Linked DNA regions of Mus musculus: all the other regions are linked to region 2. Evidence: chromatin contacts called from public Hi-C and HiChIP or PLAC-seq data. All regions are on one chromosome and are shown on one strand. Each heading gives the region's core, a stretch centred on a gene start, on an enhancer-like site or on the middle of the called end of the contact. The rest is flanking DNA. Distances are from core to core; before and after follow the strand shown. Region 1 has its middle 25 kb from the start of Gm40440. Region 2 holds the start of Dact1 (dishevelled-binding antagonist of beta-catenin 1). Region 3 overlaps Daam1 (dishevelled associated activator of morphogenesis 1).

Region 1 (3,227 bases), core at 486-2,985, 700 kb before region 2:
CTCAGTCACATTAGCGCCTCTCTCTCTCTCTCTCTCTCTCTCTCTTTCTCTCTCTCTCTCTCTCTCTCCTTTCTTTGCTCTTTGGAGCTACTATGGGTTGAACATAGGTCTTTCTAATGTCAGCTAAGCATTCTATCACTGAGCTACATTCTTAGCTAGATTTAGTTTGAGTTTTGGAGTAATCTCTTAAAATGTTATAAATTCATATTGAGTAGGCCTTTCACTGGTAGACATGGAGTACAAAATAATAACGGATTGCTAACACTGAGTATGTACATGTGCAAATAAATGGGCCATCCACTGTTCGTTTCACTTATTAATGATGATATGCATAAAAGGGGTGTTCAGATGTGTTTTGGAACCAGGTTTGAAAAAAATGTCAATGGGAGGTGACTTGGGCTGGCAATGATTTCCAAGACTTTTTCTCTTGATTGAGCACAAATTGTCACACAATGAAAGGGACTTTTTAGGTGTCATTTTTTTCCTTTGCTTTGCAAAGAAGACAAGAATTAAAAGCTGTAAGAACTAAGTTGCCCCTTCACAGCTTGTACCATGAAGACTTTAACTGGATTAGTGATATTAATTTTTTTTTAAATATAAAAGCCCTTGGTTCCCTTTGTGCTTAATGAGAAGTGAAGGCCTCATAGGTCTGCTTTCCTAGTCCAGAAAGCCTCAGGTTAGAAATCTCCATGGGTTGAAGTCCTTTCTGTGAATGAATACAGTTTCACTTTGGGTTTTCAGAACTGCTGAATCGTGTTTCAGAAAGAAAATCAGAACCAGGAAGCTCTTGGGTTCTGCGTGGTAAGAATGAAAAGAAGCCACCCAAGAGTGTCATCCTGGCTGAATCTGGTGGCTCTGCTGGCCTTGCCCACATCCCATGACTGTCCTTGATCTGGAGGACGTTTTGACCACCCTGTGAGCGCTCAAAGATAACCAACAGGGGAATCAGAGATGGACACCAGAAAAACTAAAACAAAAGTGAACTCTTTAGTACCATTGTGGTCCCCTCTGACCCAGAGTCTGTGGCTGGTCCATGGCTGGCCTGTTCCTTGAGAACATTCCCGTGTGCTGTGGCTTTGTTTTGCTTTCCTACTAAGTATTTGTTAAAGGTACAGAGTTTTTCATCAGGTTCTGGTTATATTCTCTATGACCATCACTAAATACCTTCCTTTTTTCAAGCCCCCATCTGCTCATGTATACCATTTAAGCAAAAACATCTCTTTGAGTTTTAAATCGATTTATATCTGAGAAGTGTTTATGACAGTGCCTGCTCTTCATAAGCGGCGGCTAATATTATTTTTAAGGAGAATTTTCTCTTAAGTGCCAATCACAGGAATTTATAGGACTATATTTTAATGAATTCTTTTTCACAAATTCATTAAAGCTTTGCAACGTCGTAAACAGACACATTTCCCTGGGCGTATCTCTGTCCCCTGATGCCAAAGGTGTTGCTGCAGCGATTATGGCAGGGACACAGCTGTCACTTGTCTTTGACTGCACCTGAGGTGACACTATAGAAAGAGAGTCCTGATGCTCGAGCCGAAGACTCACTCAGGCCTCTTCGATAAAAGCTTCCTTGCTGCTGCTGATGTCCATACAGTGTCACAAAATGCCTATTTCTGTATAATTTTGATTGTATCCTGTCTGGGGTGGTTGCCATGACTCTGGTACGTGGCTGTGATGACTAAGGTGCAAATCGGTTTCAGCCAAGGATGTGTAGTGGGAATTATGAAACTGCGTGCTTCCGGAAGCAGCTCAGCACAGAGAATTTTAAAACAAAGGATGACGAGAGTCTGGGGGGGGGTGTGTGTGTGGCAGGGGCGGGTCACAGCTTCACTCACGTAGCACATCACAAGCACTTTATTAAGAAAGGGAAACGGGGAAGAAACTGTTTCTGTTTTGACTTACAAACCATCCTGGTGTAAAAAGAGTTATGTTGAGAGGGGGGATTCCTGTCCCTCTCTTGCCAGAGCGTAGTTCCTTCCTTTTGAGTGGAAAGTGTAGTCTTTCGTACCAGAAGCAAATGCAGCATTCAGAAACTCAGAGCCAAGCATCCAGAAGTCTCTGATCTTAGCCGATCTAAAATCAATGAGCCAAAGGCATTTTTCAGCCACCACGAATCTATTTTTTTTATTCCTGACATGGTTGGTTGCCAGCTAGAGTTTTTAGTAGAGAGGAGTGACTTCCAAATGTAGAAGCTGTGTTACACAGAGTGGGAAGAGAAGATGTAAGCACACGAGCTACAACCGGCTACATGGGCCAAGGAGAGAGCAGCCTGGCAGGAAAACTCAGTTTTGTGGTTCACAGGCTCCGTGGAGCTGAAAAGCAGGGAGTAAACCCTTGCTTGGCTGGAAATTTCAGTCGGCAAGTTTCTCTGTACCTAAGGGCACAGGGCCACAAAATTGTCACTGGGCCACCTGTGGAAGAACACAAGATTTGTTGGACTCATTTCGGATGCAGGATATCCTGTGCTTATTACTCTAGGAAATATTACATAAAATTTTTGGAGTATTGTCCTCTTTCAAATTGAGATTTGGCAAGAGCGCCAGGCTGATGAGGAGTTTGCTTAGGAAATGACGCAGTAAGAGACCACGTAAACAGGCCTCACCTGATCTCCCAGGGCTTCTCAAAGTCCGCAGACAGAGAACCGCTGACTTCAAACAGCCCAGACACCACCCCATCCTTTGCCTATGTTGCGATGCTCATGCCATCACGTAAGCACAGATACATTCTTGGAAGCACCCAAAAGCCAAATGAGAATCTGGTGGCCGTGATGGCTCGTCTGTTATCCTGTACTGGGGAGGCTGAGGAAGGAGGATTGGCAGGGTTCCGGGAGCTATAGTGAACCTGAGCTGCAGTGAAAGACACTTAAACAAAACCAAACAAAACGATGAAAGGAATGTTCTAGATGCCAGAACTCTTAGGTCCAGCTGTGGACTACTGGAGTCTAATGTGTCACAGGGAAAGTGAGACTGTTTCTTAGTTACCCTAATTAGTAGCTAAGTGGACAGGAACTGGGCCCTTCCTGTAATCAGGAACTTAAGTGAGAATGTCTATCACGATGACCCATCTCCTTTACTCAATAAGATCAGGGGCTGGAGCCCAGGAGACGATTCAGTGCGTAAAGTATTTGCTATGTAATTCATGATGACTTGAGTTCAAACACCTAGTACAAACAAAACCAAAAGCAAGCAGGTGTGTGTGTGTCTTTAATCCCATACCTGGGG
Region 2 (2,900 bases), core at 162-2,661:
TGAATTAAATAAAAGCACTTTGATGCTCTGTAACTACACAAAAAATCTAGAAAACCGTAATACAAGAAAACACGTGACAACCCACAACATCACTTTCAGGGGGCCATTATATAGCTTAAGTAGTCTAATACAACACGCTGGGATAATAATCTTTTTGCTGTTTCCAAAACTACATTTTGAGGTCACTGAAACAAAGCTGCCGCCATTATTTTGAGGCAGCATCAAAAGCTGTTCTCAACACATGAAGGTCCAAAGTTCTTTTTCTTCCTTGCTAATGAAGACTGCACAGAACGACTGAGACAGTGACAGAAATCCAATAAGATAAATACTCCCAGCGAGCAGGTTCTCTCTTCTCCCACCTCCACCACCAAGCACAGCTGGCGGACCGGATAAAAGAGGAGGGGGCAGGGTCTCCGGCCAAATTGCCAGTATTTGCATCTAGTTTTAGCTGCCTTATACAAAGGACTTCTATTTAAAACTAAGCACCAGCCCAGGCAAAAGAGACTTGCAGGAGAGAAAGCACCGGGTAGGGCACGGCTCCCAGCAGGAGCTTCGCCGTAACCGTAAAACTCAATGTTGGACAGTTAGGCAAGCAACAAGCCTCTTCCTCGCTTTTGTGCGCACCCCCCCCCCTCCTTCCCGGGGAGGGATAACCAGGGAGACCATAAGGTGAAATGGCATTTTAAGTGGGGGTTGCAAACCTCGGAGGAAGGGGGCATGCAGTAGCCTAACTTTAAGGCTGGAACCAAGGGACTCCAAGAATTCCAAATGCAGGATAGATGAGCAGCCACCCCTCCCCGCAATCCGCCAGCTCCTCAGGTGACACAAAGCAGGCATCCGCCAGCAACGCGTGGAAGTCATGGGCAGCGGGCATCCGAGACACCACGGGCTCAGGGAAAATCGAGGTGGGGGTCACGTCGCGGCCAGGGATCCCACAGCCAGAGGCCATCAGCCCACCCTCCAGACAGGCCACCGGCCACCACCTACCAACTGCCTTCGCAGCAGCAAGATGTTCTCTTCCAGGAACTTCTCCTCCAGGCGGCTGCGCTGCGCCGCGTCTCCCCGCAGCTCCCCGGAGCGCGGCGCGACGGTCCCCACGGTCCCGGAGCAGCGCAGCGCACCGCGCACCAGCAGCTCTTGGCGTTGCCGCAGGTACCCCAGCTCCGCCAGCCCCGCCAGCGTGGCCTCCTGGCGCTCGCGGGTACGCTGCCGCTCCGTGTCCGCCTCGCCCCTCTCGCGCCAGCGCCCCTCGGCCTCCGCGCCCCGGCCGGGGCTCAGCGGCTCCGGCTCGCGCGCTGCGTCCGGCTTCATGACCCCCCGAGGCCCCGCCAGCCCGGGAGCAGCAGCACACGCTAGGGCCCCGGCCGCGAGCTCATGCCGCCCGCACTCGCATCCCGCGCTGCTCCCGTCTGCCGCCCCGCAGCTGATAACGCCCCGGCCACGCTACGTCACTCCCGGCCCCGACACCCCGCCTGCTCGCCCGCCCGCCCGCCGCCGCCTCCGCCGGCTCGCGGCGATCAGCTCCTGTCAGGCGCCGGGGCCGCCTGCGCCCCGCCCCGGCCCCGCCCCGGCTCCGCGCCCCCTTTTTCGGTCCTGCGGCACCGCGGTCCCCTCGGCGCCGATTGGCTCGGCTCCATCTCCGGCAGCGGTGGCGGGTGAGGGCCGAGCATCTTGTTACAGCCAGCCCCGAGGGCCGGTCCGCGGGCGCCGTGGCTTTGGGCTCCCGGGACAACTTTCTGAAACTTAACCCCTTCCTCACGTGTCCACGCTCCAAGTCCTCTCCCTTGGCTCTGGGTTTCTTCATCCCAAGCTAATGTCCACTCGGTACTCAGAACACCACTTCTGTAGACTTGGGTTTGGAGGTCGCCTTTGTTTTAAACTCTATTTTGTAACTGGAAGGAAAAAAAAAAAACAAGCAAGGACGTTGTTCTAAAACTCTTTTTGTTTGTTTCAGCTTTTAATCGGAGCTTTGCTGAAGAAGGCCTTTCAAGTCTTACAGAAGGATGCTGTTGTGAGGCCAGCGTTCGCATCAATTCCTATAAAAGCCCAGACTTTATGAGGGGTGGCGTGTGAGCACCTATTGTTTTGTTTTGTTTTGTTTTTTACCGTTCCTTAGCTTCTGTTCACTAGAGCCCTGACTCCGAATCCAGACTGTCTGAATCTGATTCCACGAATAGCAAGTTAAGTGCCCTCCTTGTGCCTCCGTTTACCCAATAGTAAAATGGAGCTAACAGACCAGTCTATTCTAAGAATTACAGTGGCAAACGACGTATAATACATATGCGGTGGTCCAGCACATAAATCTTTAAATAGTTATCTCTCTCCGGGAGGCAGAGGTGGCACATGCTTTTAGTCCCAGCACTTAGTAGGCAGAGGCAGGCAGATCTCAGGGTCGAGGACAGAGAGAGAGAGAACGATATTGTGCTCATGGGGTTTCTTCCCCGACCCCAGGGGAACTTATTTTAGAATTCCCCTAAAATACCATTCAGGATTTGACCTTGTGTCCTTGGGATGCCACTCAGTGGGTATTTCATTGGCTCGGGGATCTATCTGGAAACGCCATTAGCTGGCTTATGGGAGCTGCACCTCATGCCTTGAATCCTAGAACCTCAGAAATTAAATTTAGGGAGTCACAATTTGAGATCATTAAGACAAAGTGTTCTATGAAGGAACACATTTCAGGTCATGACTTCAGAATTTTACACCTTTGCCCAGCTGCTCACTTCAGCAAGGAATTCTCTCTCTTTTTACTCTCTATGTGGTCTAATCTTCCAAGATCAATTTGTTCATGCCCTATGCCCCATACCCGCCCCCCTGCCCCCACTGGTTAACTGCATGAGTGCCTGGTCTTTCTCACACACTATTGTCTGGTTCTCTTTCTGGGCACACACAATCTGTGT
Region 3 (3,208 bases), core at 367-2,866, 640 kb before region 2:
CTCTGTGAGCTGCTAGTGTGAAGACTTCCTATATGCAAATAGTCTCTTTAGCTCATCTTCCCTCTATCCATCTGTATAGATAGAAATGAACTGTTAGCATGTCAGGATGAAATTTCCCATTACAGATGTGAGGGCTATTTAACTGTATCTTCATAAAACAATTACACAGCATCTGATGCTATGTATTAAAAACCAGTCTCTTGGGGCAGACCTGGAGATCATGTGTAATGTAGTTCCAATGAAGAAAAGGTCTTGAGATTCAAGGAATTGACTTTCAAATGAACTTTTGGAATGTGCCCAGGGGAATAGTTGCATTTCATGAGAGGCATAGGCTTACACAACTGGCTCTCTACACCTTTAATGCATGCACTTAAAAGAAAATCCCACTCCCCACAGTCTGGTGGTGGTAATGAATAAAGCCACAGACTGAAGAACAAAGAGAAAGCGAGAACTCTGTAAAGCGAGACTGTCCTCAGTGTGGCTGGCGCCTGTTGGGATACTGAGGACACACTAAGCCCTGTTTACAGTATCTGCAATATAAGAATATCACCTCCTTCCTAGAGTTGGGATGAGAATTAAATAAGGAAACAAACACAGAAACTCCTTGAGCACTAAATTTTATGGTTGATGAGAATAAGAATTGTTTATATCATACCGAGTACCAGACACATAACCAATAGCAACCAATGTCTTGGTTCATATGACAATTACTTATGGTTGTCTCATCTCTGCTTTATACTATAATTATATTGTGGGCTCATGTAAAAGTTGAACGAATTTGAATCATCTGATCTTTTGACACAATTTTTATATAAGGGAGACAAACTAAATACCTGATTTGAATGACAGAATGGCTTGTAAGCTTATAACTATAGGCAAATGTATATATTTATGGAGGTGTGTGTTTATATATATACACGAATGCATACATTCCCAAAGTGTCACTCCTTATTTAAATTATGCTGAGTTATGTCAAAATCAGGCTCAGATGGTCCTATCAGATGCCTGTCGTATGATGTATGTGTGTTCCTCCGAATGCCTTAAAAATTCATTAACACAAACAAATGGCTCAAGTCCAGAGTTAGACAAGTTTCATATCTTTGGAGGCAGGAAAGAGCTAACATGGAAAAAGATGGATTCTTGGTATTCATTTGGTACTAGAAATAAGAGCAGTTTAAATGTGGTGATATTTGCATATTGTGTTGCCATGTCTGGAATGAACACACACAGGTCTTTGATGCTGTAGTTCTGGGGTGAAAGAATAACCTCATTTACTCTGACCTACATATTTCAATTAAGATGCCTGTAGCCTTTCATTTTCTGACTCTCAACAATGTAAATGCAACAAAGTGGCTCAAGTTACCCTCATTTGGAAAATAAATTGATGGTTTATCTTCTATTTTTATACCAGAAGGGGAATATTTAAAATACTCAAGAGGTGTGGGTGTGTTGACATTTGTCTTCAGAAAGTACTGCTGGAAATATGGTGATAGCCCGTCCTCACCAGTCTACCCAGTCTTAAGAAGAACGGAAATGTTCTGGTCTATCCTGTCCGGGATGAGTTACTGATTACTTAAACAGTGCTGGTTGCTAGGAAACAGTTACTCAGTTGCAGAGCTTTCTGCAATTGTCTCTCCCAGAACTCTTGAAAATTGTCCACATATTTGTCCCAGAGCATTTTTGGCAGCATCCTTCTGTGCTTTCTGCTGAAAGCCGGTTAATTATGAGGCTTGTAAACTTGGGCCTCTCAACCACCTGCCTTCATCACAAATGCAACCCACATGCTTAGACTTGAATTGCACCATGTGGAACCCTTGTCGCTTCCCCTCCATTGAATACACTTTTCTACATTTCCAAACCTTCACCTCAGACAACCTGAAGTGCGAAAGGAATGGGACTTGTAGCCAGATCATAAGATTACTTGAATTACATGGAAACCTGCTAAAATGTTATGCCTGGATCCAGGGACCTCCTTCCTAGGGCACCAGAGAAAGAAGGAGAACACAGAAGCCAATCAGAAATGAACTGGGCTGAGTAGCTGCAGGCCACGGGCTCTGAGCACACCTTTGTTTGTTCTTTGAGACATAAGGTGCACTATTCTCTGAACAAGCCCTCATCTCCTTTTCTGTCACCTTCCCTAGCTTGGCGCACAACAGTGCACGTGGCATCTTTGTACTTATGAAGGGGCTGGGTGAGGGCTGGTGAGGGTTAATGGCATCATGGCAGGCAATGGACTTTATTTTCCTAGTCTACTGAACCAGCACAAAAAGGCCCTGCATAGACACTCTCCCTCTCTCACAGTAAAATCCTCTGGTGAATAGCACCCTGTTTCCCACACAAATACATCAGAAACCATCTTGAAAAGAACCCCCCAGCTTCATTTTTCTCTAGTCTCTGTCCACCCATCTCTTCCTTGGTGCCTAGCATTTGGTTTTTGAGGCAGCCTTTCTGAGGAGCTAAGCCAAGAGAGCAGACAAGGAAGCCTGCTGCTTATTTAGGATGCTCCACCCTGCTCATTCACATAGGAGCCAGGCTGCCAGGGAAGCTCTCAGGAAACCCCTGTGCAGATGCCTGGCACTTGTTGGCCCATCTAAAGGCAGTGTGCTGGTTCACAGGTCCTCCCCTTTGGTCTGCCTTAAGAACCTTTCCACACTCCTGGACTCAATTTCCCCCTCTCCAGAGCTCTGACCTTGCCTCTCTCCTTTTCTTTGTTCCTCTGAATTCTCTATACCTAGCTACTCTGCTGTAACCTTTTCTACCCACACTTTAGACTTTTGGAGAAAGCCCTCTAGAGCAACAAGAGATTCTACACAGATGTGACCAGAGTGCATACAAGGAGGCTACCTACCAGGGCCTGTCCTTGTGTGCAGGCAATAGGTCCCACACCATGTTCTGGCCACCATTATGGAAGGATAGTAGTAGCTTTTCTCGCTCTCCTGTTATCATTAACAGCTTCACTCTTGCTCAGCTCGCACAATCGTACTAGTGAGTCTATAATGTTCATGATGTCTGGGTAAGACTCCTCTGTAGATTCTACTTAGCTGCCAAATTATAGTTCTTACCAAACCCCAAACTTCTCAAGAGTCTGTCTAGTCCAAAAAGCGTTTTTCTTCTGAGCCTAACCATTGGATATTTCTAACTCCGACAGCCCAGCATGGTTTCAGAAACAAACACTGCAAGGGGATCCTAACTCGCCTAGAGATTCATT

Evidence for each region. Hi-C and Micro-C count contacts between places; a contact is called where the count stands out from the background. HiChIP or PLAC-seq counts read pairs in DNA pulled down with a chosen protein or histone mark.
Region 1: a contact with region 2 is called in an H3K27ac HiChIP or PLAC-seq map of SST interneurons, with 6 times the contacts expected there. The contact joins the enhancer-like site here to the promoter of Dact1 in region 2. A contact is called at or near these places in 2 of 39 promoter capture datasets (3T3-L1-derived adipocytes and trophoblast stem cells) and 2 of 115 datasets of contacts at active chromatin or transcription factors (SST interneurons and embryonic stem cells).
Region 3: a Hi-C map of muscle stem cells shows a contact between it and region 2, with 4 times the contacts expected there. The contact joins the enhancer-like site here to the promoter of Dact1 in region 2. A contact is called at or near these places in 2 of 39 promoter capture datasets (the 3T3-L1 cell line and hippocampal neurons), 1 of 484 Hi-C or Micro-C datasets (muscle stem cells) and 2 of 115 datasets of contacts at active chromatin or transcription factors (embryonic forebrain and neural tube).

The regions. Positions count from the first base shown.
Region 1 is chr12:72,013,194-72,016,420 of GRCm38.p6, reverse strand. No RefSeq gene overlaps it. Among named protein-coding and RNA genes, the nearest start is that of Gm40440, 25 kb to the left of the region's middle. Within about 2 kb of position 1,735, at least 62 of the 459 cell types and tissues checked have an H3K27ac peak or open chromatin away from gene starts, as enhancers often do. A contact at or near this core is called in SST interneurons, where this site is marked.
Region 2 is chr12:71,308,395-71,311,294 of GRCm38.p6, reverse strand. It overlaps Dact1 (dishevelled-binding antagonist of beta-catenin 1), which reads right to left and starts at 1,411. Exons shown (of 4, transcript NM_021532.4): 1 at 988-1,411. The coding sequence starts at 1,311. It also overlaps a transcript of 2700049A03Rik not described here.
Region 3 is chr12:71,952,814-71,956,021 of GRCm38.p6, reverse strand. The region is part of intron 15 of Daam1 (dishevelled associated activator of morphogenesis 1); the gene reads right to left. Among named protein-coding and RNA genes, the nearest start is that of Gm40440, 86 kb to the left of the region's middle. Within about 2 kb of position 1,616, at least 40 of the 459 cell types and tissues checked have an H3K27ac peak or open chromatin away from gene starts, as enhancers often do. A contact at or near this core is called in muscle stem cells, where this site is marked.